Linked DNA regions of Mus musculus: region 2 is linked to region 1. Evidence: chromatin contacts called from public Hi-C data. All regions are on one chromosome and are shown on one strand. The core of a region is the stretch at or near the end of the contact, and the rest is flanking DNA. Distances in the headings are between cores, read along the strand shown. Region 1 overlaps Xrcc5 (X-ray repair complementing defective repair in Chinese hamster cells 5). Region 2 overlaps Marchf4 (membrane associated ring-CH-type finger 4).

Region 1 (6,385 bases), core at 2,828-5,327:
GATTTCTAGACTCAGATGTGTTCCATCAGAGGAAAACGAGACTCCTCTTGTTTTATCTGAAATGCATACCTTCCCTCTACAAAATACCACCCCAAGTCCTATACAACAGACTACTACCCTCCTTCTCAGTGCATGGTAACAAGGGCCAGGACATCTGGGGCCACAACCTAGCCTGCCCCTTACCCACCCCTCTGACCTATAAAGATATTTTCATTCAAATGAAAGAAAGTAACTATGGGTTTTCTTCTTATCTAACAGCAAAGAGAGTGGTAGGCTCCCCCCTTGGTCACATACCGTATATGACAACCTGACAGCATCCTGGATGGATGGCTTTATTGGATCCGAGCATCATTCAGGATGTCTCCCTTCTGAATTTCCCTTCCGGCTGCACCGCCTCATGGGAAGTCTGCTTACTGCTCATTTTTCAGGTATCAGTAGTTAAATAATTTTTAAATGGCAAAAACAGATTTATATTCCTAGTGACAGTGGTATCTTTACTTTTAAAAATTATAAGGCAACAATAAAAATGTAGGCATTTAAATCAAATAAACATAATGTTAGGATATCACTAACAGAATAAAAATGAATGATGCCCATCAGCAGATAAGACTCTAGGCAAGGAGTCTTTCACCAATGGAATCGACATGGAAATTACAACCCCTGCTTCAAGCCAGAAAGTTGGAAAGGATATGTGCTCGATAATAAAAGGGAGTCTGTGGTGTAGATTTTACAACAGGCAGCTAAAATGATCACAAAATGGCTCCCTTTTTGTTTCTCTTTAGGACAGCAGTTCTCAACCTGTGTGGCACAACCCCTTTGGGGGTCAAACAACACTTTCACAGGGGTCACCTAGCACCATCAGAAAACAGAGATTTACATTATGACTCACAAAGGTAGCAAATTTACAGGTATGAAGTAGCAACGAAATAATTTTATGGTTGGGGTCAGCACAACATGAGGAACTGTATTAAAGGGTGGCAGTGTTAGGAAGGTTGAGAACCACTGATCTAGGATATGAATCAGCTGCTGTGGGTAGAGCTTGCAAGTTTATCAGCCAGAAGGAAAGAATTCGCTTTAAATATTTGCCACAGGAAATGTAACCCAAGCAGTCCTTACTCGCAGGATGAAGAGCTATGAAGCCATCCATGTAAGGCAGAAGCAAGCAGCACATGGCAAGCAGCCTTTAGTACCTTGTGCCATGTTGCAAAAAGAACAGGGAATATGGGGTAACTGGAGGCAGAGCCATGAAGGACCAGAGATGCTGCCCATCACAGGAAAGGAGATACTCTGACATTTCCGCCAATCCCCATACCGTTTTTCTGTCACAATTTCCCTTTGACTGAACCCTGCAGAAGTCTATAGACCTAGGAGAATGGGAAAGGCAACTGGCAAGGGGCCGCCTGGGCCTCCCAGGCCTTGACCATGCAATGTGTACAGGGGTAGAGTGAGGTTTAGATCTACGGGCCACCTGGTGTGTGCCTTTATCATGAGGTAACAAAAATGACCACCCCTTTGTTTGAACTGGATATTTCCAGGAGAACTGGATATGAACAAGGTATTATTTAATATAAACGATAAAGTAAGACAGCCTTTGCAACACTTTCTCTTTCCTCTCTAATGAGGTGGGACACAACAAAACCCAATTAAGTGGCTACAAAGCTTCACCAGCACATCTGAAACTTTTACTAGATGTTTGCTTTTTTTATTTAATAAGTTTTACTCTACAGAAAGAGAGTCACATAATAACCATTAGTTTTACTACGTATAACAGCTTTATCTAAGTGGCATACATTTCATATATATATATATATTTCATATATATATGTGTGTATATACATATTTTATTTTATATATATATATATATACATATATATATATATATATGATATTTAACATGGGAGGACACAACAGCAGTTACCATACCACCACATGATTGTGGAAATATACAGGAGGTCCTAGAAGTAACTGAGTGACTCCCATAGGACCCATGTCCTCACAGGGGTCAAACTGGTAAGTAGCTAAGTACAAAAAGAAGGTATTTTAAATACTTTTCCCCAAACAACAAAAGACAGGCTGATTTCTTTCTTTTTTCTTTCTTTTTTTAAAAATGTATTTATTTATTTTATTTATATGAGTACACTGTAGCTATCTTCAGACACACCAGAAGAGGGCATCAGATCCCATTACAGATGATTGTGAGCCTCCATGTGGTTGCTGGGAATTGAACTCAGGACCTCTGGAAGAGCAGTCAGTGCTCTTAACCACTGAGCCATCTCTCCAACCCCACCCCGATTTATTTCTTAACCTAAGATTCCAAGAAGTTTTCCTTGGATGTCTGTGTTCCTTGCTTCCATTTTTACAAATTCTAGTGAATATTCTCATTGGGGAAAAAGAAATCAAAAGACACAGAACTTTTCAAAAAGGCATAAAGTTTATGAGCCTGAAAATGGCCTCTGAAATTGCCTGTTCACGCAGCAGTGAGGGACACATCACTCGCCCTTTGCCTCTTTTGTCCTTTGCCCCTTAGGAACTGTTCTGCAGGGATCTGCCTCCTAATCCCCCAGTTAGCACAATGCTGTGGCTTCCTCACAGAAAGAGAAAAAGGGTCCACAGGTACACAAGGGTCCCCAACACTATCACACTACGCATGCTGGGTAGCAGGGGAGCAGAACTAAATACAGAGTGCTGACCTCCTCATAGAAGAGGTGCAGCCCCAGACGATTATTATTATTATTAACAACAACATCATCGTTATCACCATCTCTCTCCAATAAGTAAAAAACTCAATTAAAACCTCACCCTCTAAGCTCCACAAGTTCCATCTCAGCCCGTTTTTTTCATGCTTAACGATTTTCTCATTAAATGCAGTAATTTCTTACAAATTGCACTAATAAAAGTAAGTCCTGCTGGGTGTTCCCTCCCTTTTTAAATGCTGTCTTTTCATTGATGTGTTAAATTAAAACCGCAGGCGCAGGGAGCAGAGTAAATGCAAGTCTTTATTGTCAGATTCTATTCCTAAGGACTATGAGAGCTCTCTTGTTTTATTTTTGTTTTTATTTGTGTTAACTGTGAGTCCTACTTCTGTAGCTACAAGAAAGGAAGATATTGAAGGCCTCTCGACCTTAGTTTACCCTGTAGTGTGAGCTAAGAAGAAACTAGAAAAGTAACATCCAGTGAGGTGAGGTTGTAGGCTGTGAACCCAAGCACATGATACAAAGCATAACAACATATCATTCTAAAATCTGGATGGATAGTATTCCTCATCTGAAACAGTTGGTTTTAAGACCAGATCTCCTCCAGGGCCGATGGCAATTTTTAAATTCCATGGTCAATGGAAGAACTCCATAGCATATTATGATTTTGTTGGTTTTTTTTTTCATTAAAAACACATATGTTAAACATTAAAAGCCCACTGAACATTTCTCAGAAAGCATAAAGATCATCAATTAACACAAGAAATATAGCAACATAGCAGTGTAATACAGAACAAAGATTATTCTCTCTCTGAAATGATTCATCCTCTCCAGCTCCAGAAAAAAAGAAATACATTTGAAGAGAGAGGGAGAGAAAAAAAAAAAAAACCTACACCAAGCTACCATAAGCAAGCAAGCAAAGGAAGACATTCTGTTAAATACGCAAGCGATGTCTTTTGGCTCATTTATGTAAACTGTACGACAGATGGTTATGTACAGTATATGCCATACTCCTAAAAGAATGCACTGGGCTCATTGAGAGTCAGGAAGGGAAGAGAAAGATGGCTTCCACAAGTTCCTAAGGTCCCAGAACTCTTACACTTGGCAAAAGTTACTAAGTAAAAGAGATACAGGGAAATTAAGAGCCTTACCACCATGGTCTGCTCCTATTCCAGATGGACAGTAAGAAGAAAGCAAGTGCAAGGTGACAGTGCTTTGCAGTAACTGTCTGGAGTCTACCTGAGTAGGTGTTGATGTCATCCACTGCTGCAGGGATGACATCAGGGATAAAGCAGAAGGAACCAAGTAGCCATAGTAACAGCATAGCTTAGAGGAGACAGTCTGGAACAGGGGACCAGTCTGGCAATGGGATCCAATTAAAACTTGGTAATTGAATGAAATTGAAATTCATGTATCAGCTGACACTCCAGAGTGAGTGATGAGTCAGCCTCCACACAGGCAGCCAGCAATGAAAGGTGCTTCTGTGCACACCAGAGCAGAGGCAGCACACTGTTTACACAGCACATCAAGAATCTGCGTCACTCTTGAAATATCACTACCAGGCATTTCAGAAAACCATATTCTACATAAATCCTCTAGAACTCCACTAACACCCTTTGTTAATCCAGCTCCTTTCCTTAAGAACTCCTCAGATCGTCTCCTTTTTCTCTCATTTACATTATTTTCTATTGCTTAATGAAGAACATTTAATATCTAGAGTTCAAAATACAGAAAAGCTATATTTCTCTAGGTGGTAGTTAATCTTCTTTGCCAACTCTCCTGGACTTGGGATCACCTAGGAAACATATCTCTGTTGTATCTTTGAGGGAATTTCCAGAGTTTAACTGAGAGAAAACCCACCTTCAATGTGAGTAGTTGTGGTGGTTTGAACAGGAATAGCCCCACAGACTCATATGCTTGGTCACTAGGGAGTGGCACTATTAGGAAGTCTGGCCTTGTTGGAGTAGGTGTGGCCTTGTTAGAGGAAGAGTGTCACTGCGTGTGTGCTTTGAGGTTTCCAATGCTCAAACCAAGCCCAGTATCTCTTTCTCTTCCTGCTGCCTGGGGATCAAGATGTAGAACTCTTAGCTACCACTCCAGCACCTTGTCTGCCTACCTGCCACATGTTTCCCACCATGATGATAACGAACTAAGGCTCTGAACCTGTAGACCACCCCCAATGAAATATTTTCCTCTATAAGAGTTGCTGTAGTGAGTGTGTGTCTCTTCCTTCACAGAAACGGAACATTGACTAAGACATAAGTGACAACTCATGGACTGGGTCCCAGACTGAAAATAAGAGAAAACAAGCAGAGAACCAGCATTCATGTCTCTCTGACTCATGGCTGTGGCTGCAGTGTGAGCAGCTACCTCACATCCTGCTGCCATGTTTTCCCTACTACTAAGGACAGTCTCCCTACAAACTGTGAGCCAAAATAAAGAATTTCTTCTGCAAGATGCTGTTGTCAAGAATTGTGCCATTGCAGTGAGAAAAGTAACTAATATGTTCTGTTTCTTCTTTCTTAGGTTTAGAATTTGGAAACTGATTGAAATAATCAAAGAAAAAATTCTGGTGCAACTCAAAAATTCAAATTTTTGTTCCTTCCAAGCTCTCATCTGTTAGAGTTAACAACACGAACAAAGTAGCTCACTATGAGCTGGCGGGGTGCAGGCATCAGAGGAAAACATTTTAGTCATTTTGTCTCACTGGTGATGGACTCACTAACTACATTACCAAGATAACAAATTACATATACTATAAGAAAACAATAACTAGACATTACTACCTATAGGCTCTGAAAGCAAAGGCATTTTCAGAGTACGTCTGGGAAAGAGAAAAGATAATGGGTTTTTGTTTTTCAGATAGAAAAGCATGAGCAAGCATAGACAGAAAAGAAAGCTCCCGTCTGGAAGGGATCACTGGGAATACGGTTTGAGTATAGGTTTCGCAGAAGAGACCATGAGAATAATGTGAATGTGTCAGAGCATGGCAGTAAGTCTTAGATGGTGGACTGATTTCAAAGACATGGTGCATGATTAAAAAGGGCTGACCTGCATACTCTAAGCTAAATCTATACAAACTCATGGGCTAGACTGAAGATAAGAACTTTATGGATAACTAACATAGGATGCTGGATCTGACCAGTGGTGAAAGAATGAAAGCTTGGGATAGCACAGCAGTACTTAGGATGGAAAGATCTGAGAGAATGAATTTAGAAATGAAGGGCACTTAAAAGTGACTCGGAAGTGGTCTAAAACAGTCAGACAGTGAAGGGACAAAAATAACAAAAACATATTTGGGAAAGGTGCCGCCAACACCATAAACATTAGAAAGTGTTCAGGGTACTTTGGGGGATCTCTTACCCAACCTTTATGACCTACCTTTGGACACTTCCTCAGCCACTGCTCACCTGTCTTCCCTCTACTACATAACATCTTCCCTGCACACCTTCCCTGCTGAAGGATCACATCCAGTCTCATGGCTCTATGGATCGGTTCTGTGGTCAATTCCCCCGGAAGTAATTAAGTCCAGATTTGATAACCAACATCACATGACACTCCGCTCTCATCCATGGCAATTCCTTCTAGATGCTCGAGGCAAAAATACTGGGAGTCACCCTTCTTCCTCCCAGACCTGATCAGCAAAACTGCCAACTGTACACTCAAACCCCATCAAGACTTCTTCTCACTAA
Region 2 (6,385 bases), core at 1,838-4,337, 92 kb before region 1:
TGCCCATGAACTCCCAGATAGAGCTGAGGAAGCAACAGAAGCCATGGACAATGGTTAGTGTTATAGAGCTCTGAGTGTAGAGGATGATTCACTTGACAAAAGACAGAGAGTTCAAATGAGGGGAAATGAGGAGAGAAGGAAATTAATAAAAATAGAACGTATTGTGTGGTACACATTGTACATCTGGTTGAGCAAGGAAGTGCTGTAAAGCCGCACTCACGCAGATGATGGGACTCAGGCTCAAGTGAAGGAAATTGTCCCAGACCAGCTAGCTAACGTGGTAGAGTGATTGTCTCAATGGCCTCCCCATTGTCACTTCCTTTGGCAATGACCATTTCCATCAGGTCTAGAGGAGCTGCATGCCTTGCCTTGGGCAATGGAGCCTTGATAATGTGCATGCAAGCAGAGGGTTAAAGCGTTTGAGGACTGAAGTGCCCTCTCTTGCTAGTGGGACTCCTGTTGTCATGCCAACAAGCTGGGCAGTGTCACTAGATGATATGAGACACCTGGATCAGAATTGGGTCATCCCATCCTGGATTAGCCAGTACTTAGCTAATTCATACATCCAGTCAAGATCAGCCAAATCATATCAGGCGAACCATTCGCCTGTGAAGTTGTAAGTGGTTGTTTAAGGTTTTTGTTGGAGGGCGCATACTCAGAAGAATAGTTAGTGGCTAGGGTTGACGGACGGAGCTAGTGGATGGCAGAATGTGGATGCTGTCCATTTATCATGAAAAAAAGAAAAGGCTGAAGACACAGATTTCATTAGGATACCCTTTTTAGTCACAGGCTTGCAGTCACACAAGGCTTTTATTGGGAGATGGTAATGTCTCTAAATCTGGGCAATTGTGAGCTATCCCCTGGCTGGCAGGTCTTGTATGTTCCAAGTGCTTCAATCCTGAGCGCTTACTCTGGTTGTTGCCATCTCAGAATCTGGGTAGAGCAAAGATTCTTGACAGGAGTCCTCAAATCATCCCCATCCCCATCAGTCCTTCCGAGCAGGCAAAACCCTCACCTGAGATCCTGCAGGTTTCCCCTGACTAAGTACACCTCGGTCCTTTCATAGCTGAAAGACCCTCCTCTCCTAGACGTCCTTCAGTTGCATTGCTCATTGCCAGCGTATTACAACTGAAGTCTGCGTCTTCCCAGAGAAAGATTCAAAGACATTTCCTGGGGCTTCTTTCTTGAGTCATGGCTCTGATGCCCTCAACAGATAGCTCCAAGAATGTGAAGAAGGGGAGGGACCTTGAGTATGGAAAAATAGCAGCAAATGCTAACTCTGGTGTTAGCAAGCAGCAGTATCATTTTTTTTTTTTTGAAGACTATCATGGCAACCTGTGTCCATAGCCTTAAAAGTTCCCATGCCCTTTGAAGGAGTGGCTCTATTCCTTCTAAGGACACCTGGACATGATTTGTGATATCAGGAAACCACTGGGGGAATTCTTATAGAACATCTCCCTGGATTGGAGGCAGGGGGGGGCATGGGGGGAGAGGGGGCACTTATGTGGGAAGGGGGCTGTAATTAGAGGAAACTTTAATTTCTAATCAATCATTAGTTCTAAGATATGGCTTTCCTCTCCCACCCCAGCCTCTGAGCAGGTGTATTGACATGGTAGGAAGACTTGTCTTAAAAAAACCTAAAGACCAGCAAAGCTCTACAAAGAGTGGCTGAAATGTGAAATGATCAATGATGTGAGAATGGGATCTAAATATAGGACTTTTCAGCATAGATGGATGACGACTGGGGGTGAAGGCAGGGGGATGAACCAAGTGTTGAACAATTATAAAGACTAAGAACAAGAGGAACATGGCTCGCCAAGTCCCAGACAGGACTGACTGAGAACACTGAGTCACAAGTGCTTGCAGAATGGCCTGGTCATCTGACAGAGACTGAAAGCAAACAAAAGGAAGCTAGACTTTCTTTATCAGCCCCTAATTAAGGGAAACATGCGTGTAAGATCATGCTGGGACTCTGGGTGGGTTTGGAATGTGTGTCACCATGTGAGAATGTCTCTTGGGCTGGGGTTGGCTTGCATTTTCAACATGAGGACCGAATGGTGGTGTCCACCCAAGGCTGCTGAATGTTCATGAATGGACACTGTCCTCTGCCCTCAGACGGAAACGCGCTGGTCTGTATATATCCCCCACACCTCCACACCCCTACATCTTCACCCTGGTCCTCTGCCACCTGGTCCCCATACAGGTTTCTATGCCTGAGTTCAAAGAGGACATTGGGAAGTGGTGCTGGTGAGAAAGATAGGTTCTCTTGGGTTCCTTCCATTTGTTGGGATTGGGGGCAGTCTAACCAGAGACTAGAGTAGGGAAAGAATATCTTTAAGACACTCCCTGCAGGGCAGTGGTGGCACACACCTTTAATCCCAGCACTTGGGAGGCAGAGGCAGGTGCATTTCTGAGTTTGAGCTCAGCCTGGTCTACAGAGTGAGTTCCAGGGCAGCAAGGACTACACAGAGAAACCCTGTCTCGAAAAACCAAAAACCAAAAACCAAAAAAAAACCCCAAGACACTCCCCACCCTCCACCCCATTCCAAAAGAAAGAGAGAGAGAGAGAGAGAGAGAGAGAGAGAGAGGGAGAGGGAGAGGGAGAGGGAGAGGGAGAGGGAGAGGGAGAGGGAGAGGGAAGGAGATGGGCAGGGGGAGAGGGAGGGGGAGAGGGAGGAAGGGAGGGGGAGGGGGAGGGAGAGAGAGAGAGAGAGAGCCAGAAGGTAAGGACTATAGAATTCTTTGAAACAGAAAATAAAATTGCCAAGATAACAGCAGCCACAGTGACTTGGAGCCGCTTACTTTGGAGCCCGCAGCCTGGAGTCTATTCACACGCCAGAGTCATTCAAATTCGCTTAGCATGCTTTCTGCTGACAAGGAGCGGCAGCCAAGATTTCAGGAATAGTATGCTTTCCCGAGAGGCGTGAAAAGAACCGAGCTGGGTTTGCAGCAGACTCTGGCATGGGCAAGGTCCTGCAGGGAAGTGGGGCCTTGTCTTGGGAGCATGGAACCTGAACAGGGCTCAGAAAGAGGAAGGAATCTCTTCTGTGCCATGGGATCCTCCTAAGGGCTTTAGGTTGATCTGTGTAAGTCTGCCGTTCAACCTGTGGGTCATGACACCCCTGAGAGTCACGGGTCAGATATCCCACATATCAGATGTTTACATTATGATTCATAAAAGTAGCAAACTTGCAGTTATGAAGTAACAACCAAATACTTTTATGGCTGAAGGTCAGCACAACGTGAGGAACTGTGTTAAAGGGCTGCAGTGTTAGGGGAGTTGAGAACCACAGCTCTAAGTGAAGCACAATGACTGTGAGGTTGATTTGAGGAGGAAGTCAGATCCACAGGAGGAACCGACAAACAATACACAGGCTTACTGTAATCCCTTTTAAAGGCAGGCAAGAGAGATTACAAGCAAGAGTCTTTCCTTCTCTGAGTCCTCCTCTGTTGCTAAACTCTTTTTCTTAATTATAATTATTAATACATATTAGTTATACACACTAGCGAGTTTCACTACAATTTTCATGCATTGATATAGTATGCTTTTTGACCATGGTCACTCCCATCTCCTTCCTATTCTTTCTGTCTTTCTTTTCTTCTTCTTTTTTCTTTCTGGTCTTTAGGCCCCGTCCTCCCTACCTCACTATCCTCTAGTGTTCCCATGCACACATAAGGCCGCAGCTGTACCCAAAACAGGAGAGGGAAAGACTGATGCCTGCAAACACCCGTAACTCAATACCAACCCCCACCCACTGTCACAGAAGGTAGAATTCACGAATGTGGAAAAGCAGGCTTGGGGAGGAGGGTCGTGGAGGCAGGAGGATGCATAAGGATCTGGGGCACTGGTTTTCTTTGTCCCTCCCCCCAACGTGCCAGGGCAGATATCAAACACCTGGAAACCCAAAGCTTTCCTGCAGGTATCACCGAACCCTATATTCCTGGCTCACAGCATCTTCAGACCCGTGGCTTTCAGGACAGCAAAGTACATTACTTGGTGAAGCGACAATAGTTATAGTGCTCTCATTTGCAGAGCTGGCACCTCCCTCCTCCTGTTAGGGTGTGAAGTTACGGTAAAGGTAGGTAGGTATACATGGAAGGGCATGGTATAGTGCCATCACAGACACTCCCTGTGTGCTCCATAGGGCTCTAAGCATTTCTCATATCTTACCCCATTTTAATCCTTCTGAGAAACCTCTCTGGTCCTACTTTAACCTCTAAGGAAACTTGCCTAAGGTCATGCATAATGGAGCCAGGGTCCTCAGCAACGATGTCGTATCACCTCATGCACATATTAGAACCATGCTTGGCCCCTAGCACATATTCAAAGGCATGGACTATAGACTAGCAAGAGAGGCAACAACAGGCCAGGGGGTGGTGGCATACACATTCAATCCCAGCACTCCAGGGGCAGAAGCAGGTGGATCTCTATGAGTTCAAGGCCTACAGAATGAGTCCAGAACAGCCAGGGCTACACAGAAGAAACTGTCTTGAAACACAAACACACACACACACACACACATACACACACACACACACACACACACACACACACACACACAGAGAGAGAGAGAGAGACAGACAGACAGACAGACAGACAGACACAAAGAGACAGGGACAGGGACAGAGAGACAGTCAGAGAGACAGAGACAGAGAGACAGAGGACAGAGTGAGAGAGGACAGAGTGGAAGGAGAGAAGGAGAGAGAGGGGAGAGAAGGGGAGGGGGAGAGGGAGAGAGGAGAGGGAGAGGGAGAGAGGAGAGAGGAGGAGAGAGATGGGAGCTTGGAGCAACTTGCCCAATATCTTTCACCCAGCAAATGGGAGAATTGGTATTTGAACCCAGAATTCAAAGCCTGTGACAAGAATTGGCAGACAATGAGTCCTCAATAAGTTTTCACTCTCAGTGCCTATTTTTATCTTTGTGTACATAAAAGTCTCAAAGCAATGTAGGAGGCAGAAGGTTTGTTAATGAGTATCTGGTCCAACACGTTACAAAGTAGGTCTTAGCCAATTTTGCTTTAAGTGGGTCTTGGTGGAGTTGGAGTCTTTGGGTTACAGCCAGCATGGAGATACTAAATAAGACTCCCAAGGGATTCTGATGCAGCCTCAACTCTCAGAAACAGTGGATTCAGGTAGAGAACATTTAAACGCATAGTCACCAGCCAGACAGCGGGCAAGCTGGGACTGCACTGGGGAAAGGTCTTGCTCCTGTGCTTTGTAGGACGATCCTATGTACCTAGGGTCCTGATCTGAAGCGGCAGAAAGCAACAAGTGACTCCAGCTGTTTGCACCTGCAGCCTAAGCCCTCCGAATGCTGTATTAATCACAGTGAGTGAAAATTAATTTTAGGAGATTTTCACCACAGTTCCTCCAGGGAGCATCATGAGAGGTTTACAGAGTTGATGTTGTATACTCCTTTGCTAGTGTGCAAGGACCATACAGGACTGATTCAAGGGGACATGTCTGCACCTTCCCTCTAACCTGTCAGATGATTTGGCCTGGTTTTTGGAACAAAAAAAGAGAACGCAGTGACCCGGCATTCCTGAAACTTCCTGAGAAGTGTAGTGGCCCGGAACCTTGGACATGGGCCCAGCCCACTGTATGCAAATAGCCCAATTCTAGCTCCTCAAGGCTTATCTGAATTATGTTTTCCTCTTGAGCCAGCCAGAGGAACGAGGCCAGATCAGCCTTTAATTTTGGCTCTTTGGTAACGATAACGATGGTAATGATGAGTTAGACAGAAAGACAAACAGACATTAGATTACACATCTGGGCCATTCGAAATACAGATACAATTATGCCTCTGCACATTAAGCGTGACCTTCTTTCTTCCTGCCAGCCCTCAAATCCTGTGGTTTGTTTACTATGCAGACCATGTTCGACTTCACAGAATTGGATGTTATTTAAATTCAATTATTGTGAGGTTAAGTTCTTCTCTCTAGTAGCAGTTGAGTGAATTTAGAAGCAGTTAGAGGGAATAGGTACATTTATCTTATACCAGTTAAATTATAGGGAGAGAAGCAGGGTAGGAATAAAATAATTACCAGGATAATGAATGTCACAGTTTGGAGGGCTTGGGTTCAACTGTCCACCTTTCTTGTCCCTTTTAACATCCGATTGTTTTGAGACAATGAACAGATAAACCAGGACATTTTCCATGAAGATGCCTGTAGATTAACTGTGTGAGGCTGCCCGATTCTGGGTGTTTCTGAGAGTAAGTGCGTGGTATGAGAATAGAAACAGAAATAATTTTGTAGGTTAATTGGATTTAGTGCCGATAACTGCAGCTTATTAGGGCTTTAGGTCTCTTCTTGGTAATAGATTTCTCTCCTCTTTAGATCAAGTTATCTCACAATTCATAATTTCTCTCCAATATCACTGGCA

Evidence for each region. A called contact is a pair of places that touch in the nucleus more often than the background predicts.
Region 2: a contact with region 1 is called in a Hi-C map of cortical neurons. The contact joins two enhancer-like sites. A contact is called at or near these places in 4 of 484 Hi-C or Micro-C datasets (cerebellar granule neurons, cortical neurons, nephron progenitors and 1 more) and 2 of 115 datasets of contacts at active chromatin or transcription factors (embryonic stem cells and pancreatic cancer cells).

The regions. Positions count from the first base shown.
Region 1 is chr1:72,370,398-72,376,782 of GRCm38.p6, reverse strand. The region is part of intron 16 of Xrcc5 (X-ray repair complementing defective repair in Chinese hamster cells 5); the gene reads right to left. Among named protein-coding and RNA genes, the nearest start is that of Gm39661, 39 kb to the left of the region's middle. Within about 2 kb of position 4,077, at least 59 of the 459 cell types and tissues checked have an H3K27ac peak or open chromatin away from gene starts, as enhancers often do. A contact at or near this core is called in cortical neurons and pancreatic cancer cells, where this site is marked.
Region 2 is chr1:72,461,908-72,468,292 of GRCm38.p6, reverse strand. All of the region lies in intron 1 of Marchf4 (membrane associated ring-CH-type finger 4), which reads left to right. Among named protein-coding and RNA genes, the nearest start is that of Gm39661, 52 kb to the right of the region's middle. Within about 2 kb of position 3,087, at least 49 of the 459 cell types and tissues checked have an H3K27ac peak or open chromatin away from gene starts, as enhancers often do. A contact at or near this core is called in cortical neurons and pancreatic cancer cells, where this site is marked.